Linked DNA regions of Hordeum vulgare: all the other regions are linked to region 1. A link is a contact called in public Hi-C data. All regions are on one chromosome and are shown on one strand. Each heading gives the region's core, a stretch centred on a gene start, on an enhancer-like site or on the middle of the called end of the contact. The rest is flanking DNA. Distances are from core to core; before and after follow the strand shown. Region 1 holds the start of LOC123439900. Region 2 has its middle 140 kb from the start of LOC123441724. Region 3 holds the start of LOC123443716. Region 4 has its middle 220 kb from the start of LOC123441724.

Region 1 (2,813 bases), core at 94-2,593:
AAGATTTTCTAGAAAACTGCATACAAAGCAAAATGAATGAATCTACATTATAAAATATGTTTATATTCATCCGTATATAATTTTTTAATGAAACCTTTAAAAAACTTATATTTAAAAACGGAGGGAGTAGAATCCAAAGAAATCTCTCATCCTAGATGATAGGATTGGAAGGACTCACACATAAGTACTGTACATAACGGTGACGGAGCGAGGAAAGAAATCTAGAGTGTGCACACCTTAAGGAAAAAAAACTCAACCTAATCTTGTGGGCTAAATTAGTATGTAGGTACTAAACAAAATTTCTAAATTCTGGATGGGTCATAACCTACCGTGCCTACACGCTAGATCCGCCACTGGTACATAAATATGGAGTGCCTAGAGGCCACCAGACTGAAATAAAGTAATTAAATTAGTCGATTTGTTCTTGACAGTCTGATGCAAGAAAAGAAGGGCAAAAAGTGGTGTTCTTCAACCTCCCTATCTCCTTGTCCATCCTCTTCCTTAAACCGAACGCTTGTCTAACCGCCTGCGCGCCTCCGGAGCCCACGTCCGATGATATTCCCGTGCCAGCCTTCCCCCGGCCCTCCCATCACCACCAGTCATCGCCGTGCTCACCTACGTCCTTGCATCCCATGCTGCTAACATTCGCCTCTGCCTGCTCGTCACTGGCTATGACTTCTTCCTGTCCGAGGCCTTGCCGGCGTCCCGTGGCGAGCTACGGCCTTGCTACGCTCAACCCGACGGTGGCGACGGTGCTACGCCTCGTTGCATGCTTCCTTCTTCCCCTAACCGACTGACCCAAATTACGGCCTCTCTTCCTAAATATTAGTTTTTATAGAGATTTCACCAAGAGACTACATACAAAGCAAAATAAATGAATTTACACTCTAAAGCATGTTTATATACATAGTCTTTCAGTGAAACCATTAAAAGTTTTTATATTTCAGAATGGAGGAATAAGGCAACTTTACCTTTAGGTAAAATGACATAATTAATGTACCAGTAGTACTGTAGTTGTATAATTGAGCCCTACCTCCTACCTACACAGCCCTAGACATATGAGAATAGACCAGTACCCTGCTAACCGATAAGTAAAAGCCCTATGCATGTTAGCAAGCTTATATTTCAGAACCCACATAATCAAGAGCATTAATATGGAGACACAACATAGTGAGTGATAATAGGCAGTAGCTAGCTGTGGTGTGGCTATAGCTAGATGTGTGCATCGCTGCAGTGTACAGACAGACAGTGTGTCAAGTGTGAGGACCATCGAGGTAGTATATGTACTCCACTAGACAGTACAGTACAGCAGCACCATAGGTGCAACCATCTATTCTTTGGCTTGCCTCTTTATAATTATATATATATAAGAGCCTGCTTGCTTTACCCTCCGGCCTGCAGCCTTTTGCTAGAGAGAGGAGAGCAGTAGCACACACCCCCCCACACACACACACACGCTGCGCGCAGGGCCTTAAAAGTAGCTTCAACACTGCAGGCATCTTGTCTTATTGCGCCATTAGCATCTTCCTCCTCGAGCGAGCTAGTGTTTAATGCGCGAATGCTCCTCCCTCTGTTGCTCCAATATATCCACACGCACACTAGCCAGCCTAGCATCACCACCACCACCGCCACCAGCAGCAGCAGCAACAGCGGCAGAGTGCTCCCCTCGGCTTACTTGCGTCCCATTGATTAAAGGTACGTACGCGCAATTTGATCGATCGATAGTTGCATGTGCTTCATCAGATGGGCCTCACACAGATCATATATATATATATATATATATATATATATATATATATATATATATATATATGCTGGCTAGTTTCTTGGATTTGGATGTATAGCTCATATATACCGGATCTCTTATTAACTACTGTAGGTGGCAAGATGGATCCTGGCTTGTGCAACGACATGATCCTAAGCGAGATCGCGTGGAACAGCGGCGGTGGTGCGGCCGGTGATGTCGTTAATGTTATGGACGGGAGCGGCGCCATGACGGTGCTGGAGAGGCTGGTGCTGGACGAGGCGCTAGCGGCCGCGATCATGGAGCTGCAGGGCATCCAGGTGCCGTGCGGAGGAGGCAAGGCGATCCCGGCGCCGATGGCCGCTGGAGGCGGCGGCCTCGCATTCGGCGCTACGGGAACGGGAACGGGACCCGTCACGCCTGCCTACGCGGAGGTTGACGGGATTGTCTTGCAGCGACAGCAGCATCAACATGGCCATCAGGGCGTGATGGGGATGCCTGTCGACTACGACCTCGTACCAGCACCACGAGCTGTCACGTTGGCTACTGTACCAGCTGCAGCACCTTCCTTCACGAAAGGCGCGGCTGCCGCCGTTGACCGCGCCGGCATCGTCGATGCGGCCGTCTTCCACACCGGCAATAAGGCGCCGGGGACGACGAGGCAGTGGGACCAAGCCAATGGTGCTGCCAAAAGGCAACGCCGGTCAAGTAGAAAGAGGAGAGCCGCCGATGCACCATGCCCGGCGGCCGACGGGCACTCCCAGTCGCAGGAGAACCCTCTCTGCAGCCTCCTCGCGTCCACCAGCACCGGAGATGGCGGCATCCAGATTGCGTTCAGCACCGGCGGCGGTGCTGCGCCGTGCTCCAAGCGGACGAAGCCGTCGCTGACGCTGAGCAGCACCTCGTCCAGCATCAGCTTTGACGGCAGAAGCTCCGTCAACAACGGCTGCGACGACGTCCCTCGGTACGAACCGGACACGGAGGCCCTGGCGCAGGTGAAGGAGATGATCTACCGCGCGGCGGCGATGCGGCCGGTGAGCCTCGGCGCCGAGGAGGAAGACACCGGCGA
Region 2 (2,813 bases), core at 230-2,729, 870 kb after region 1:
ATTTTACTTTTATTAATCATTACAGATCATATTGAAGTGATTCTCTCAAAAAATCGAAAATTATCCATTTTAAACATAGGTAAAAATCGGTACAAATCTATACTAACAATGGGTCTTGGGTCGTACTTTCTAGATGAGCCATGGTGTTACAATAAAAGAACAAGAGATCCACACACGATAGCACTACTATTAAGGGCGGACCTATGCCTCCCTTATAGGGAGGCGGTAGGAAGCCCCACCCGCGTGGAGCTTCTAGTGAGGCCATTGGTCGGTCAGTCCAATAGGACGAGGGTTCGCCACGCTCACGTCATGGTATTTTTTATTTTCTATATTCTAAATGGATATATATTTTAAACATAATTACATTAAAAATGAATTTTAAAAAATGTGAATACAATATAAAATTGTTATACAATTAAAAAAATGTTGATATCTTTCAGAAAAAATGTTCGTCACATTATTAAGATGTTTGTGCGTTTCAAAAAATTGTATGTCAAATGTGTATGGAATATTAAAGAATCTTTGACAAGTATAAAATAATGGTTTCCCCTAAGAAGTATAAACTATTTTTCGTAATATTATAAAATGTACATGCCATTTTGAGTAAATACTCTCTTGTTTCGAATTAATGTTTGTGACATTTATAAAACATAAAAAATGTTTATTACCATTACGAAAATGTGTGTGACATTTTAAAGGAAATATTCACGTGTTTTGAAAAACAATGTTCGTGAGAATTTAAAAACTGTATATGCAATGTAGAAAGATGTGCTCGTAGGTTGGAAAAAAGGTTTATTGCCATTAAGTAAATGTTCAGTGTGTATTTCAAAAACTATTTTACAATAGATTCAAAAAATGTTTCATAACATGTGTTTACCAAAAAATGTACATCGTGTATTCAGGCAATATACAGTGTCAATAAAAAAAATTGTTTCACTCATGCATTGGAAATATGCACTATGCACTGAAAAAACTGGACATATGTTTAAGGAAATGATGGAAGGCATGAAGAAACGTAAAGAAAACCAAAGTATAATTAAGAAACAGAAAAAAATCATAGAAGAAAAAAATATAAGCAAATAAAATATAAAAACCAAAGAAAAAAATTGTGCATAAAATACATAGAAACAAAGAACAAGCAAATAGGAGAAAACAGAGAAAGAAACAAAAAAAAGCTTAAGAAAACCAAAAAGTAAAGAAAATAAAAACCAGTAAAAACAAGAAAGAAATGAAGAAAACAAGTGCAATAACAAAGGAAAGGAAAAAACAATAGAGAAACTAAGAAAACCGAAATGAAAACAAAATAGCAGAAAAAAGTCAAAGCGAATGTAGCCACCATGGAGCTAGTGACGCGAGCAAGCGAACAAATGTATGAAGGAAAAGGTTTATTATCAACCGGATGAAAACAAGAGAACGTAAGCCGCGCCCCCTCGTGAACACGTGTCCCTGTTGACCCGTTACGTCCAACCTTATCTTCATGCACACTCCGCCACTCATCCCTTTTCCTTTACCTTTTCACCTTTCCCATTTCTCTTTCACACACGTTCACACACAGGCATTCCTGCTGCTCCGAACTAATGGAGGAGGACGACGACAGCTCCTCATGCATCTCCGCTGCACAACTGCGTTGGAGCATCCGCCATCGCCGTCGCGCTGCGTTGGAGCACCGCCCCCCGGTGTTACGTTGCAGTGAAGATTTTTTGTCGGCAACCATCGAAGGTGCTGCGATGAAGCTTCGATGAGGCAATGGTGCGGCCACGGAGCTCCGCCGAGCGATGGCACGCTACAGTGAAGATTTCATCGACGACTATCGTGGTGCTGCGATGGAGCTTCGACAGGGCAGCGGTGCGGCCATGGAGCTCCGCCGCACGATGGGGCGTTGTAGTGAAGCTTTCACCGGCGACCTCCTCGGTGTTGAGGCGGTGCTTCAACGGGGCAGCGGTGCGGCACTGCAGTGAAGCTTTCGCCGGCGATCGCCTCGATGTTGTGATGGAGCTTCAACGATGACAGTAGTGCGGCCATGAAGCACCACCGCACGGCGGGTGGCGTTCAAGTGAAGTTCTTTTTTGCCGGCAGCCATCAAGGTGGTGCTATGGAGCATGGCATCGATGCCGGCGGCCGACGGGGGTTGCGATGAAGCACTGGTGGAGCAACGCCGCAGCAGCGTCAGCACTGCACTGAATCATCGACGGCGATGTCCAATGCTACGATGGAGCGCGAGCCACGCTGGTGTTTGGGGCTGCAGTGAAGCGTTGTCGATGATCGTCGGTGGAGCATCCCTATGCGCCGACGAGGGGTGCAGCTCCTGCTGCAAGCTGGGCGGCGCTGCTTCCTATGGTGAACTTGCTTTGGTTACTTCTCTGTTGCGGCAGCGATGAGACAAGGGAACGACCCCGCGATATGGTGTTGACTGAATTCAACGATGACGAACGCAAAATCCGATGGCCAGAATCCAACTGATTTCTCTAGGAAATCAGTCGGTAGATCCGCAGCACGTGCCACGTACGAAAAGGTGGCCGACCCAAAATCTCTCTAGCGCAAAGAAGAAATCTTCACGCGAGCGTACTATAGAACTCGGTGTAAGCCAGATATAATCGTCACGCTAGTAGTACCTCTGGTATCAGGTACGGTCGAGCACTTTTCCAAACCTAGGCCGTGAAATCAGACGCGGATTGCAATCGCCTCATTTCCATGGGCCTTAAATATGGTGAAAACCTGTCTAGCGTACCGAGGGGTCTTTTTTTGAAATAAATTTAAAAAAAATGCAAGTACCAATGTCAAGTCTAGGACTTGAACTCTGAAGGACAGGGGAT
Region 3 (2,813 bases), core at 230-2,729, 810 kb before region 1:
TTTGGAAAAGCATTAGTGTTCTATTTTGGGAGAGCTAACTTGTTGCATTCCTACAAGGAATTTCTCCTAGAAATTTTTAAAAAATACAACGTTCATCTCTGCTCTCAAGAGAAATGGACTTCTCAATAGTTTCAAAAACATGCAGGAATTATAATTGCTTGTGAATCTCTCCATAGAGGTGGAGATGACATAAGTATTGTGAACTGGAAAAGAAGTAAATATTTATAGAGCTAAATGGATAGATAATTATTTGTTGCAGACAAAGAAATAACATCATTAAATTGTCGAGAAATATAAATTAGGACTGCATGCCCAAGCGATGCCTATAAGTACAATTGGTCTGTCACTTCAGAATTCATCCACAAGATTCATACATGTACTGCTAAACTGTAGTAGCATGGAAACTTTTCTAGCTCACTTGTGTGCATTAAAAGAATCTTTATTTTGCCACTATACAAACGTTAGTCTTCAAGTGGAGCGTAAAACATAAATAATGTAACAACTATGCATCAAAGAAATCAATTACCATCACTTGTCATTCATAAAAAATATAAATCATCTATTGGGTTAGAGCACCGCATGAACTCAGAAGAAGATTAATCACCAATCTCATTGGTCATTTGCCCGAATTTTCATTCGTCTACAAATAATTACATATGACAAAAAATATTAAACAGGTTACTGAAACTCATTACGCATCTGAAACCATTTAAATTTCAGGAAACAATGTAACAAGTAACATCATACATTGCAATGTGGGCCATGAGATTTCGCCATCATGATTGAACCCTGACAGGTTGCTGTCATTGCACACATGAACATGTGTTAGTTATCGTATATTGCAGCCGGCAACAGAGCATGATATTTTAAATAGAGAGCTTCTTACACTGATGTTCCACAGCACGCCACACCAGGAGCAGTAGCTCGGGCATGCCCCGTCGCTGGACCTGTCATACAAAATGTTGCGAACACCGTGGAAGGATTTATTGATCTCTAGCAGCGTTCGTCCTGAAAACTTGCAGAATCACAGTTGATTAGTAGAATCAGCAGCAACAAAAGAATATGACATCATGATAAATCGAGTTAACCGAGGCACTTTTGTGCCGCTTCATTGGTCATACCCTTCAGGAGCACTTAACCATGTGTTTTGCAATGCAACTACAAGATCACATGTAGGTGAGCATGAATCCCAAGTTGATTCAGGCAGCCATAGTCGAGGCAGCACGGAGTAGGGGCGTTGACCTGCCGATGAGGCCCCGTGATCCACGAGAGTCAAATCCCCTCGTCGTGTCGCTGTCGTCCGTGTCCAGTTCTCCAGAGTCGTCACTGCCTTAAGCGATCCCCCTCCTCCCACTAGCCTTTCCATCGTTCCACCGATTTTTTTTTCAATCCCCCATAAACCAGACGATAAACCAGCAGATTAGTTTAATAAAAACCCCTTAGTACATCGTCTTCTATGGCTAAAAGTCTTCCCACAGGTCCTCCCACCGTCTCAACGCCTCACCCACGACGCTCACGATCGCCCACGCCGCCGCCCCGCCGCCCAGGTTCCCACCTCCATCACAACTCCCCGCAGCACCGCCGCCGGAGGGCCGGCCGGCAAACCCGCACGGCGCCCAAGGGGAAGGTGACGGCACGTGGCAGTGTGGCGGTCTCGTTCCCCTCCCGCCCCACCCCACCAACCCCCTCCAACATTGGGACACCACCGGGTCCCCCCTCCAACGCCGCCTCCCTCATCTCCGGTGACGGGATCTGGCGAAGCTCCTTCCCCACCCCGCCGCCGCACCTCACGCCCGTCTCCTCCGGCCAGCCTCCGCCCGCAACGTCCCCCCTCCCGTTTTTAGAAGGGAAGGGAAGGGAAGAGAAGAGGGAGAGCGAGCAGGTGAGGCGACGACCATGGCGCTCGCAGATCCGTCGGCCCCGTCGTACGTCCTCGGCCGCGCGTGATTCTGCTTAGTGGCGTGACGGGGTGCCTGCTCCGCGCCCACGCCATGGCCGTCTCGGGACGCCGCCATCGACCTTGGACCACACCCCGCCGCCATGGATGCACAATTCTCCTCACCCGGGCCATGTTCTTCTTCTTCTTCTCTCTCTCTCCCCTAATGTGTTTCGATTTGGTCCTGATGTGTTTCGATTTGGTCCTGATGTGTTTCGATTTGGTAGGCCTGCCTCTTCTTCTCTCTCTCCCCCTAATCTTGCTGCTCAGTTAGTCAACAAATGAGATGTTAAGATAGTTCACCTGGTGTGAACAGGTCGACGGCAGTGGCAGCAGGCGGCGCATGCAGGGCTCGGGCAGCGCCCCGACGTCTCACGCACGAGCTGCCTTTCGAGCTGCTACAGGTCGGCAAGCTGAGCAAGGTAGTCAATCCTTCACATGCATGTTTATTTGGCATCCTGTAGTCAATCCTGTACGAGTCCTCTTTTGTCAAGATGTATGTGGTAATCTGTAGTCCTCTTTTGTCCTGTAGTTAGCTGTATGTGGTAATGTGCAACCAACTGTATCTAATTTCTTGTACTGCATGATTATTACTAACTAACTAACTGTATGTGGTAATCTGCAACTAACTGTATCAACTTTGGCTGCATGTGTGTTAAAACAGATTACCATATTTGGCAAATAAAGTTGAACTATACTTATGCTTACTTCTGCTGCTCTAATTTATAGGTAATGGAAGTGTGCCTTATATTAATAGGATGAGCATGGATGAAACCAGAAGGAGGGGCAATGGCAACCTCGACAATGAAGATGATGTTGTGATGAGGAATGATTCAACTCCAAGAGAGACAGCATGGAAAGGCCACTACCATGATCT
Region 4 (2,813 bases), core at 124-2,623, 800 kb after region 1:
AATTATAATCATAGAGGTTAGTCCACAGTAAAATAATATTTATAATCATCCACCATATTTCCTAATTAGTCTCACGATTTCTTAACTTTCTCCGAAGACCGACACTCAAACCGACACTTGACTAACCAACCAATCGTCCTTGACCGTGGACACGGCTACTCGAATAGTTTTGGCTCTGCAGAGGGTGTACTCTTTAGCCACAGCCGACGGGTTTCGATAGTCAATCGGACTTGTCCGACGTACGGTATTTTAGAAGTAAACACTCAGAACCAGTACACACCCATTTTTCTCCTGGGAAGACCGATATCACTCGGACTACGTTGCCACAGAAAAACCATAAGATGGAGAGGCTCCCACGTCAACTAGCATGGGATCAAATTTATACCGCACGCTACAAGAGGAGAGCTCTTCCCCTCTCGGTCCCAGACCGAAAACACCCATGCCCCCTATCTGGATGACTGGATTTAGTCCAGTGCCCCGGATACCTTCATCCCGACCTGTCTACTTGGTGTGTACCTGGTAATTGGTTTACGTCCTACTGAACCATATTCCCTTTCAGGAAGACATGTGGCAGCACAAAGGGTTAAGGTGAGATACTGACAAGACTCGATCTACGGTCGACTCAGGAGGTTTAAATTATTCCTTGCATGATTAGCACAATCAAAATGTTTTATCACCGCAGACAGATTCACTACCTATCGTACCCCAACATGCCTCGCTGACCACTCTCGTCCCACGAGATGTCAGTCCCAAGGTCGTGTTTTCCATGAGACACCGACTCTCATCGTATCCTAACAGGTAGACATGTGTGGTAGGAAGATGTGACTGTTGTCCCATGCTTCTCAATCATGCAACAATTGGACTTTTAAATCATTAAGCCACTTGCATGATTGTCACATGAAATAACACCACTAGTTTAACGTAACCATAATGTTTTTATCATCAAGCAACCCACACACAACCCAGATATATGTAGGTTCGGAATGCTTGCCTTCCAAGTGTAGAGAAGTAGGCTGCACTCCAAAACTTTTGAAGTTTTTCTCCTCTCTCCATAGCCTAGTTTGATTCTAATTAACACACAATTTAAAAACGGTATAGAAAGTTGTCTTTGAAAATTTTCAAATAAACACTAAAATAAACTAGATGAAATTTGAAAGAGGTAAGAAAAATAATCAACTCATTTGTACTATTATTTTTGAAACTAGGGCTAGTCAAAATCTAGTCAAAGTTTTGTCTTAAAAACAAATCAGCAAAAGAAGACGTTTCAGCTGAAATATTCTTTCCGGCTACGAAAACGCACTTACCTCAGTGTGCTTACTTAGAGGGACGGCACATCGGCTCAACTGCGCCATTGGGGTAACAGTTGGCTCACCGGTAGGTGGGGTCCACCTGTCGGATTCATCTCCCTCCTCCGTGGGCGCCTGGACAGAGAACATGGCGAGTCCGGCGACGATTTGCAGCGCCACGCGACACCACCCTCAATGCCAGGCCCATCCATGCGCTCAAGGGAACTACCCGCACCGCATGGAGGGGGAACTCATGGTTGGAGAGTTTTGGGTTGTGTACGACCTTGGAAATGGCGGACCGAGCTTCGGTCATGGAGCAAGCTTTGCTCACTGCGGCTCTGCTGCCAAACTGGAGGGGGAAATGGGTCCATGGGGTCATGGGGGTTCTAACGTAGAAGGAGAGAGGCAGGGAGGGGCTCTAGTTCGCTCAAATTTAGTCGAGAATGGCGGAGGCCGAAGCTACAGTCGGTGGAGAACGAGACGGACTCGGGCGGAATTGGGGCAAGAGAAGGCTTGCTATGGCTACGAGGAAGGGTTGCGATGGCTAGAAGGGCTCGGGGTGCATCTACTTATAGGGCCTCGAGGTCGGTCTGAGGCGATGGCGATAAGAAAGCCGGCCGACCGCGTGTGGAACTACAGGGACTCGCGGCGACGCAGGGGGTCAAACAGGATTCCGGCTGGCTGTCTGGCTAGCGGACTCGATGGCTTTGGATGCAGGGGGAGCTAGTGAGTAGAGGTGGCTCGGGCGGTGGTGTACTCGCCGGGGCAGCCGTTGCTGGCATCGGCTGCCAGCACGGTTGCAGGAGGTGCAGCAAGTGCCAGAAGTGTCAGCAATGAGGAGATGCACGCTGCCAGTGCATGGGTGAGACTGGAAACAGTGCAGGTGGGCGCGGCGTCTACTTCACAACACATGCAAAACGAGCGCTCTCGGCGTGCTCTGGGTGTGTACGGTAGGTGTTCGACCAAATGCCACTATAGGCTAGAGGATTTGGTTTGAGGTGTGACTTAATAGGATGGCTAGGCTTGTTACTCAAGCTCTCATGGACATGTTGGTTTGGCAGGGAAAGAATTTCCAGAATGCAGTTTAAAAAGTATGCCAGTTCAGGTCATGCACCTAGAGTGTTTGGTAAAATGCCAGGGGCCTCTAGGTATTCTTGTTAGCCACCAAATTTTCCAGGTTGAGATTTCCTTGGAAGCTAACAGAGATGGCTAGGTTTATTTTTGCAAAACAGAAACTTCCTAGTGAAATTTTTGCAAAAGTGCATTCTTGGACACAAACAAAATGATGTTATAACATGATCTCAAACAATTCCACTCGGGCTGAAACTCTCGACTTATGGGTTTTGTAGGGTCCTGTGTAAGTAGTAAAATTTTCAAAAGCTTTGGGTAAGAAAATAATATGGTTGCAGTGCAAACTGCAAATCTTGTCCAGAACAGAAAATAAGAAGTGGTGCTCAAAATTTTCAAAACACTAAGGCGTTGGTTGGATTGTCGTTTCTTAGTGCTAAACCCGTGTAAAATATACAC

What was found. A called contact is a pair of places that touch in the nucleus more often than the background predicts.
Region 2: a contact with region 1 is called in a Hi-C map of leaf, with 2.1 times the contacts expected there. The contact joins the enhancer-like site here to the promoter of LOC123439900 in region 1. A contact is called at or near these places in 3 of 6 Hi-C or Micro-C datasets (all in leaf).
Region 3: a Hi-C map of seedling shows a contact between it and region 1, with 4 times the contacts expected there. The contact joins the promoter of LOC123443716 here to the promoter of LOC123439900 in region 1. A contact is called at or near these places in 1 of 6 Hi-C or Micro-C datasets (seedling) and 1 of 1 datasets of contacts at active chromatin or transcription factors (embryo).
Region 4: a contact with region 1 is called in a Hi-C map of seedling, with 2.1 times the contacts expected there. The contact joins the enhancer-like site here to the promoter of LOC123439900 in region 1. A contact is called at or near these places in 1 of 6 Hi-C or Micro-C datasets (seedling) and 1 of 1 datasets of contacts at active chromatin or transcription factors (embryo).

The regions. Positions count from the first base shown.
Region 1 is chr3H:311,162,470-311,165,282 of MorexV3_pseudomolecules_assembly, reverse strand. LOC123439900 reads left to right here and starts at 1,343. Exons shown (of 2, transcript XM_045116522.1): 1 at 1,343-1,695; 2 at 1,880-2,813. The coding sequence starts at 1,551.
Region 2 is chr3H:310,287,822-310,290,634 of MorexV3_pseudomolecules_assembly, reverse strand. No RefSeq gene overlaps it. Among protein-coding and RNA genes, the nearest start is that of LOC123441724, 140 kb to the right of the region's middle. Within about 2 kb of position 1,479, at least 2 of the 3 cell types and tissues checked have open chromatin away from gene starts, as enhancers often do. A contact at or near this core is called in leaf, where this site is marked.
Region 3 is chr3H:311,973,057-311,975,869 of MorexV3_pseudomolecules_assembly, reverse strand. It overlaps LOC123443716, which reads left to right and starts at 1,479. Exons shown (of 3, transcript XM_045120213.1): 1 at 1,479-2,159; 2 at 2,253-2,358; 3 at 2,666-2,813. The coding sequence starts at 1,992. It overlaps LOC123443717 (a long non-coding RNA gene), which reads right to left and starts at 1,331. Exons shown (of 4, transcript XR_006630796.1): 1 at 1,122-1,331; 2 at 887-1,008; 3 at 748-800.
Region 4 is chr3H:310,359,976-310,362,788 of MorexV3_pseudomolecules_assembly, reverse strand. No RefSeq gene overlaps it. Among protein-coding and RNA genes, the nearest start is that of LOC123441724, 220 kb to the right of the region's middle. Within about 2 kb of position 1,373, at least 3 of the 3 cell types and tissues checked have open chromatin away from gene starts, as enhancers often do. A contact at or near this core is called in seedling, where this site is marked.